2 separate regions of the Triticum aestivum genome follow, and region 1 is linked to region 2. The links are chromatin contacts, called in public Hi-C maps. All regions are on one chromosome and are shown on one strand. The core of a region is the stretch at or near the end of the contact, and the rest is flanking DNA. Distances in the headings are between cores, read along the strand shown.

Evidence for each region. Hi-C and Micro-C count contacts between places; a contact is called where the count stands out from the background.
Region 1: a contact with region 2 is called in a Hi-C map of leaf, with 6 times the contacts expected there. The contact joins the promoter of LOC123144050 here to the enhancer-like site in region 2. A contact is called at or near these places in 2 of 5 Hi-C or Micro-C datasets (both in leaf).

Annotation. Positions count from the first base shown.
Region 1 is chr6D:126,393,826-126,398,544 of IWGSC CS RefSeq v2.1, forward strand. It overlaps LOC123144050 (putative methyltransferase At1g22800, mitochondrial), which reads right to left and starts at 1,599. Exons shown (of 9, transcript XR_006471236.1): 1 at 1,190-1,599; 2 at 847-985; 3 at 480-549; 4 at 326-390; 5 at 168-246; 6 at 1-11. LOC123144052 (a long non-coding RNA gene) reads left to right here and starts at 3,010. Exons shown (of 11, transcript XR_006471238.1): 1 at 3,010-3,258; 2 at 4,368-4,682.
Region 2 is chr6D:125,786,361-125,791,074 of IWGSC CS RefSeq v2.1, forward strand. No RefSeq gene overlaps it. Among protein-coding and RNA genes, the nearest start is that of TRNAS-AGA, 53 kb to the left of the region's middle. Within about 2 kb of position 1,906, at least 3 of the 8 cell types and tissues checked have an H3K27ac peak or open chromatin away from gene starts, as enhancers often do. A contact at or near this core is called in leaf, where this site is marked.

The DNA of each region.
Region 1 (4,719 bases), core at 349-2,848, 610 kb after region 2:
GCATCACGGACCTTGAAATGTACAACCCAATGTCGCCATTAGAACCAAAGACACTAATAAGTCAAGGTAAAGGCAATGGTTTGCAATGACAGGCTATTCAACAGAGGCATACAAGAAGAACAAGCAATCCCCATTGGACGAAATCTCTGATTATAAAGGAATCATACTTGTGCTAATGGCGACATTCGAGGACTGATGCCTCCCTCACGTTCCATTTGAGCAATAGTGCATGCAATTCTTAGTTCCCTGATCATAGCATCCAAGAAAAGGCAAGTCAAACAAGAAACTGGAAAATGTCGATAAATGGTAAATCTAAGATTATCACTTCAGAGTCTCCCCGCCAAGAATTGCTGCAAGAAAAAGGCCATCAGGCTTCAACGCCAACCTACACTGCCATCAAAGGACAGCCAATTACCATAGTTCAGATGTTTTAGCGCTTGATAACTTCATGCTTTCAGTGTTTAAAATAAAAGACTTACCTGTATCATTGCTCCAGGTAGATCATTTGTCCAATGTAGCCCAAGACAGCTCATTATCAAATCCTGGGAGCTTCAGAAACCAAGAGCCACATCAATAGAGGAGTATACAATGCAAGATCACAATTTATTTACTTTTAAATTTGACAATTAGCCACTCACACCTAAAATATATTGACCCACTCAAGCATAAGATAGCAGACTGCAAATTGACAGTTTATCTCTTTGGTGTATATATAAGTGGGGGGGGCCCCAATACATTAGCATTCAAGGGAGCTAGAGAAAGCATGTGGATCCAGTGCAGTTTACTCTAATCATACGTAAATGGAACCAACAAACACACCGAAAGTATAATATGGCTGGTATTTACTTCTCTTTCATAGGAAGATACTCTTCATCTCCAACGATAAAGTTCATCTCGGGGCCGTCGTCAGTAGCACTCTCCAACTCCCGCCACTTGTTCACCATGTCTACCGACATGTCCATCATGGTCAATTTCTCGATTCCACCTGGCACACAAATCATCAGCGCCATCTTGCAGGTTAGTTCAACATATCAAGGAGAAGCAACGTGTCGCAGATCATTTCAATTGTCGAATGTGAAAACCGGAACTTTCAGGAAGACATTTGACATGGTTCAACGCAGTGATTAGTACACATGATAAGAGGCTGGTGCAAGAAATAACAAGAAAAGCGAGCTGAGTAGCTTCTTACCGCGGCCGCGAAGCGACCGGCGGACGGCGCCGGCCGAACCGCCGAGGCAGAGCGCCGAGGGGAACGCCTTCCTGCAGTCCTCGAGGCGGTCGAGGAGGTTATCGGCGACCGCGTCTACCAGTGGGTCAGTTTCCCGCATCGCCCACGCCGCCCGGTCCCGGTGTCGGCGCTTCAGATCGCGATCGAAGATCTTGACGCGGCCCCCGTCCAGCACTTCGTCCGCCGAGGAGGAAGAGAAGTGGTGATTGGGAACGAGGTGGCGGCGGCGGTGGCGCAATAGCAGAAGGCGACGTGCGGCGGCCGAGGACCCGGAAGCCATGGCGAGCGACGGAGCGACCACCGGCGGTTGGAGGAGAGAGAAGGGCTTCTTTTTAGTTCAGGAGACCTCTTTTCTTAGAAATGGCTTTTTAGGCAATCCGGCAAAGCTTTACTAGTACAGTACGTACTATTCAGCAACAATATTTAGAGGAACTAGTTAAATGTCTGTGCTTGATTCAAATACAACATCCACATGAGCAATTTCATGACCAAGTGAATAATTATTTGATAGAATAAAACAAAAATTCAATAGCAATCATGTTTAAGCAAACTCATCGACAATCTTCGAATTAGTCAGGTGTGTGCTACACTTGCTATTCACAGTGGGAGGTAGTTTTTTATAATTGTCTCATGCCTTTTATAAAAATATGAAAATACTAACACCCACATGTGTGATAGTTTTGCAATTCTCCCAAACGCGTGGATCACCGTCCAATTGAGTTTACATGAATCTTGACACGGCAGAATTTACGTGCCACGTAGGACGAGGCTGGTGTGTGGGCGTTGGAGAGTTCGCCCACACGCCCCGCAACAAGCGGTTTGTCAGCTGCGTTGTGTGGGCGAACTAGTTTCTGCCCACACAGCCAACACCTAATCCACGCGCGTGTGGGCGAACTGCTTTTCGCCCACACGACACTCGTACGTTGTTGGATGGCAACTGTAGTTACGCGTGGCAACTAGGTAAACACACATGGCAACTATGATACGTTGCTAGACGGCAACTGCAGTTGCGCGTACGTGGCCACCAGATAAACACAGATGGCAATTGTGATTAACCATACATGGCAACTGTGGTTGGACCACACGTGGCAACTAGGTAAACAAACATGGCAACTACTGTTTGACCATATGTAGTAAGTAGTTAATCACACACGGCAACTATGGTTTAATTACACGCGGCAACTGCCATAAATTAGACATGGCAACTATAGTTAACCAAAACAGATATAGTTGACATGCTTTTACAACTACATTTGCCATCCCGAATAACTACGTGCCATCCCGGATGGCAACTAAAAATCATCATCACACGGGTACCTAACGTAGCTGCGCCAGGACGTGTGGGCATTTTTTACTTCGTGCCATACGCGCGGGCTGGAGATGAGTAGTACTTGTTGGGCGTGTGGCACGAAGCAGCTGCGTCCACACGTATGGGCAATTCTAATGTTCGCCCACACACTGCCCGTATGGGCTGCCGCCTGCTCATGCCACACACGGTGTGTGGGCGGATGGCTAGTATGCCATATGTGTGGGCGTTATCGGCGTCCTAAAAATATGGTACGCCATGGTGTACTCTCGAAAAGATTTTTTTAGAAACTTCTCGAAAAGAAATATAAGTACTGGTTGCGTTATCTTAACGAACAGCCCAGTTGGTTCCAAGCCCATATTTGCTTTTTTTTAGGTGCAGCCCATATATCTGAGTCCAGGACATATTAAGCCCCGATAGGGCCAGACTTTAAGCCCATCACAAATCGATCACATGACCGCCGCTTCTCCCTGTTCCCTTCCCTCCCCGCACTTCCCGTCGCTGCCGCCAATCCACTACCGCCCACCGCCCACCGCCCTCGAGAGGGAAAAGCCTCGGCCCGTCCACCGACGCAGCATTCCACACCAAAAGCCCAGGTAAATTGGCTTCGTCTCCCCGCTCTGCGGCGATGGAGGAAGGAGGAGGTGCAGAGCACCGCGAATTCCATCGCCACAGCCTCGCGCAGCCGCGTCGTCCTTCTCCGGCATCGCGCGATCCCTAGCAGGTTCGAGACACCCCCACCTCCTTGGCTCCGCCCTAGCCTCTCCCCCCTAGCTCTAGTCGATTCTCTCTGCTTACACCGTGCGATGGCAGAGGCGAATTGGGGCGTCGCTTGGTAATTTCCGATGGCGATTCGTACGGTTCAGGTTCGTGAGAGCCGGTGATTGATTCGGCGCTGTTTATGCTAGCTTCGTGGTTCCGTCCCGGCATTTTTGTGCGCCTCTGCCTACGAATTGAGGCTTCCTGTGGTTTGTTTTGGGCCTGCAGAGTTACGTGCGGCTTCGTTATGATCATTTGATTGATAGCTTTGATTAGTCATCCTCCTGAGTCGGGGTTTGTTCATCATCCTTTGGTACGAAGCGAGTTTTATGTCGAACTGGTAGGCATGTGCAGGAGCAGTTACCCGTAACCTGTTCTGTATCAGTATGTTGGAGTCTGTTTCTGCAATCTCAGCAATCAAGTGTCTGATCATCATCTACAATCTGAGCAGTTATCACCTGTTCATGCTGTGCTCTGTAGATTCCTGAGTCAATTGCAATATCTTACACACAGCTCTGATAATTTTTTGGAATGTATACATGTGAATCTCTATTGCAGTTGCCTCATATGAAATCCTGTTTGCATAGCTGTTGCGCTATGTTTATGTCGCTGAGTTGTTGTGGTATTTTTTTTTACTGAATCACCTCAACAGCCTTCCGTTTTGCCTTGAATCGGTGAATCCATTTGATGCCAACTCCCCAATCATGTCTCACTGTAGAGTTCATGCGCTGATAGTAGCCACCAATATAAGTTAAAATGAGTGTTTCAGGGAATGTAACTACTCTGGTAATATCAGTTAAAATGCTTAGTAAGAAATGTTGTCCATGTGTGTGTGATCCATGCCGTTGAAAGCCATGGCCATCAAATAGCTTGTTCACCCAACTAAAGTTCTAATTATCATTCCAAATGGTGTATGAATATTTGATTCTTCCAGAAAACAAACAACTGCTTGACGGAAGAAAGCGAATAATTCAATTTCTGTTTTTCTATCTTACGATAAGGAATGTTTCATTCTATTTGATTGGGAAATAGTTATTGAAATCTTGCCATTATTTCAAACGTTTGTTGGAACAGACAGATTAGTCAACAAAGAAAAATTAAGTGGTGGAGATCTTCCTAAAATGAAATCAAGACGATGAGATAAGAATGGAGATTTAATGTGGTTTGTTGGAGATGCCAAAGGTAGGAGATGAAGGACAGTTGGAAGGGGATAATGGAGGACAATTATAGCGTCACTAGAGCCTGGGGCGGAGAGGTAGGGGCTGTCTGTGCAGGTTTGCAGTGCAGCTGGGCCAAACATCGCTTACAGTTTAAGCTGTAGGCTGTTATAAAGTAAAAGCTGCGGAGGTACAGTTTCGGCCACTGTGTGCAGGAAGATGAGAAGTCAAGGTACGGGATTTGATCACTCTAGTTTTTCTTTTACAAC
Region 2 (4,714 bases), core at 656-3,155:
TCTGGAAACATTTTATATACACATTTACTTTTTGAAATAATTGATTAATTTTCTTTAAAATGCTTGATCAAAAAATTTGAATACGTGATCAATTTTTCCGTACCCATTATTTTTTTGTATACATGACAAACAATTTTTTTCTATACACATTAAACATTTTACAAATGTTAGATGTTTTATGTACAGTGTTTTTTCACACAAACATTGTATATTTTTTGTATACATGAGAAACCTTTTATTTATAAACAATTAACATTTTTCAAATGGCTGGTTAACATTTTTTTAATGCATGGTCAACATTATTTCCATACACAATTTAAACATTTTTCAAAGTACAAAATTAACATTTTTTTAATACATAGTCAACATATTTGATACACGTCTTTAAAATTTTCAACTGCTTGATTCACATTTTTTAAATACAAGTTTACCATTCTTTTAATACATGATCAACATTTTTTCTATAGACATTCTGCATTTTCCAAATGCTTGATGAGAAACATTTTCTTCATAAACATTAAAATTTTCCAAATGCTTGGTTAATGTTTATTTATAATAGTTTATGTAAGTTTTTATATTATATTATTTAGAATATTTGAAATAAAAAAGTAAAACAGTAAAAAAACAAAAAACATGAAAATAAAACAAAAAATTGACCGTGGCCTCCCGCGTGACTGGGCTGGCTCATTTAAGGATGCATCTGGCACGCGAGCACGCTAGGTCTTACTGTAAGCAAGACATAGCACCGCCCCAAACAGGAGGTCTTCAACGGTTGATAGTCTTTTGAGGGTTGAGTGTGGCCTGGCAAGCTTGCAGTTATAGACAGTGCGGCCTGACTCTTCTGGCTTTCTTTAAAGAGCCCAATATAGATCCAGCAAGCCCCAAGTCTCTTTGTACATGAGCCTGAAACTTCTTTGCTTGAGAGGAATTTTGTAGAAATTTCAAAGGATAGAATTTTTTATAGCAAATTTTTAAGTCTATTGGTTTGTAGGAATGGACTTTTATTCCTATTTATGTTAGGAACCAATCCTTCACATTTCAAGTAAAAGGAACATTAGACTAGACTCAACGAAATTAATTGTTATCCAAGTGACATCCATATTTTTTATAGGATTTTTTTTTTGAAACGTGGGGCAATTTTATAGGATTAAGACATCTCAGTTCAGGCTTGTTTGGTTCCCAACCTAAGGTTGTCATGTCTAACCTTAGTCATGACACAACACCTTAGGCATGTGTTTGCTTCATTGGCACATTTGTTGCTTGCCACACTTTTCTAGTTATATGGTCCATATGTTATAGGCTCAATTTTTTGTCAAATCTTGCCACTCTTGTGGTGATCATTTTGTTAGCCACACTTACCTAAGCTTAGTTATGGCAAAATTAGTCATGAACCAAACAGGCCCTTTGTATGATTGTTTTTATTCCTATCATATGATCTAAATCTAAAGAAGGCCTAAATGCACACACAAACCCCTAAAAAAGCACATACGAAATTAGGGATCACCCCACCTGAAAAATGGACCATCTTACCCAGGAAAAGAAGAACTAACACATGTTGGTCTGGAAAAGATAATACTACCAATTTGGCTTTCAGTCAACAAATAAAACAAGGGCACGGCGATTACTCGGCGACTTATCCACACAATTAAACTCGCAGTCGCGGTCGTGCGCCTGACTTATCGCACCCCGTACGTGCAAAGTGCCGTGCACGACCACGGGATCGCCTTTGGTGACACAAAAAGAAGAGCACTAAACGCCTACTAGACGGCGGCCTTGATTTCAAAGCATCAACGAATTGTATAGGATTTTGAAAGGAAGAAAAGAGGTTCAGAGCCGTGCCAAAGTGCGCGTATGTATGCAGCTACCTGAGTCCAGAGCCCAGGTGGATATACGCGTACCCTGTGGAATCGCATTCAAAGTGAGTCTGCGGGAGTTCACCCTGCCAATGCCATGGCACGTCGCGGTCGGTCAGTCGTACACAGACTGCGACCGGCGACGACTGCAGCGCAGAGCCTTCCCGCGAGACCTGCTATCGTCCGAGAGCAAGTGGATCCCAACGACGGCCCGGCAGCGTTCTGGACTGTACGTCTGTATTTAAGACATCTGCCTGCTCGTGTCGTACTGATCATTTCCTCTTCGTTTTTTTTACCTCATCGTCTTCGGAGTTGAGCAACACGTGGGAGTCAACGGCGACTGGATTTTGTATTTAGCACGGTTCTGCGTCTACCTTTTTAACATCAATTTGGCACATGCTTGGTTCCCAAAAGTAACCGCCGTATCAAGCACCCTCTCTCAACCCTAGCTGCCGCAGCTAAGTTTCTCCCCCGTGCACTCTTGGTCCACTCCCCTTCCTCGTGAGTGGCAAGAGGAGCGGAGATCCATTCATCTGTTCTGTTTTCTCTTCTTCTATTTTGTTTGCCTAGCGATATCGATCAGATGGTGGAGACGATGTTGTGTTGAAATAAGGCCAACTCCGTTTGCGGTAGAACGGACGAATAAAGCGGCCCAACACGCGGTCTTAAACGGATAGATGTTCGGATTTTGTCTGTTTTCGACCCATTCCCAGCCCAAACTTGCGCCGCGTTTGGAGTGAAACGGACATCGCACGGATGGGCTGGACGCACGCCCTTGTCTTCCCCGTGGCCCGCCTATCGGGGACACTAGCACTTCATTCGCCTCCAACGCCTCCACCCGCTCTCCCCCGCCCCACTCCGCCGCCACTATTCTCCGGCCGCCTCCTCACTGCTCACCCCCCCGGCCATCCATACCAAACCACGTCTCGACATGGCCGCCACCACGCCCGCGCTTTCTTAGGAGTTTTGGCCGTCAGTTGTAGGAGATTTGGCCGTCGCCGTCGTAGCCGGTGCTAGAGGGGATACGACCCCCGGCGACGGATATGGACCACGGCAGCTTCCGTCGGCTGCTCTAGAGCGGCCAATAGCCGGCCGCCAACCACCCCTGCTTCATCGAGGTGTTCATCGCGGCCTCTTTGCCACCACGACCGCAAGGTGTCTGACACTTTGCCCACAAAGGTATGGACAGTGGAGATGAATTTTTCTTCCACCACTTCATTTATTCATGGGACGATTCGTCCTCGGATGACGAAGATCTTGTGGTGGCTGCACTCGTCGTTCACGACCACATTGAACGGCAGCTTCCTCGGTACAGTGGGTCAGTCCCCAGCCGTGCTCCCAACCTGAACCGCAACACGGAGAGAGAGAGAGAGAGAGAGAGAGAGGCCACGCCCTGCTCTATGCCGATTACTTTGCGAATACCCCGCTCTTCAAGCCGGACAAATTCCGTCGCCGTTTTCGTATGGCAAGGCATCTGTTCAATCGTATCCGAGAGGGAGTGTTTGCTCATGAGCCATACTTCGAGTGCAAGACGGATGTCCTTGGCAAGCTTGGATTCTCCTCTTACCAGAAATGCACCGCGGCCATCCGCATGCTTGCGTATGGAATTCCAGGCGATCTGGTGGATGAGTACGTGCGCATGAGTGAGTCGACATGTCTGCTGTCATTGTACAACTTCTGCAAGGCCGTGGTGGCAGTGTTTGGCCCTGAGTACTTGAGGCAGCCAAATGTCGCAGATACAGAAAGGTTGTTGGCGATCAACGCCGCTAGAGGCTTTCCAGGCATGCTTGGCAGTATAGATTGTATGCACCGGGAGTGGAAGAACTGTTCATTTGCTTGGCAGGGCCAGTACAAGAGGCATGTTAAAGCGTGCACTGTCATATTAGAAGCAGTGGCTTCGCAAGATCTTTGGATATGGCACTCTTTCTTCAGCATGGCAGGTTCTCATAATGATATCAACGTGCTGCAGCGTTCTCTAGTCTTCGCAAGGCTTGCAGAAGGCCACTACCCACCTGTCAACTTTGAGACCAACGGCCACCAGTACAATAAGGGATACTACCTAGCTGATGGTATATATCCTCAGTGGTCAACTTTTGTGAAGACAATCTCGAACCCCTAAGGGGGGAAGAGACAGAGATTTGCCCAAATGCAAGAGAGTGCTAGAAAGTATGTGGAACGTTCTTTTGGTGTGCTTCAATCCCGATGGGGTGTCGTTCAAAACCCTGCACTGACATGGGATGAAGGGAAGCTTTGGGATGTGATGACTGCTTGTGTGATAATGCAAAACATGATCGTCGAGGACGAGCGTGATAACAGCATCTTCGACCAAGGATTTGATTTTAAAGGTGAAAATGTTGAGCCCTTGCACCAAGAACCGGCCATGTTTGAACAGTTTGCCCAATTTCATCATGAAACGCGTGATTGGCACACTCATTTGGATCATCAAAATGACTTGGTTGAGCACATGTGGAATCACATTGGCAACCAATAGATGTATTGGTTCATTATGTTCATTCAAGACAATTTTGATTTGGTTGTAAAACTATTTTATTAGAGACAATTACGATTGGGTTGTAAAACTATTTTTATTTCAGACAATTAATATTTGGACATGCAAACAAGTTTTGAACATTGAAATATGAATATATGGGCATTTTTGGCTGTGGCGGATGTCGGTGTCAAAACAGGCAGATCTCGGGTAGGGGGTCCCGAACTGTGCGTCTGAGGATTGGTGGTAACAAAGGACGAGTGGGACACAATGTTTACCCAGGTTCGGGCCCTCTTAATGGAGGTAAAATCCTACATCCTGCTTGATTGTATTTGATGAGTATAGGGGTTACAAGAGTTGATCTACCTCGAGA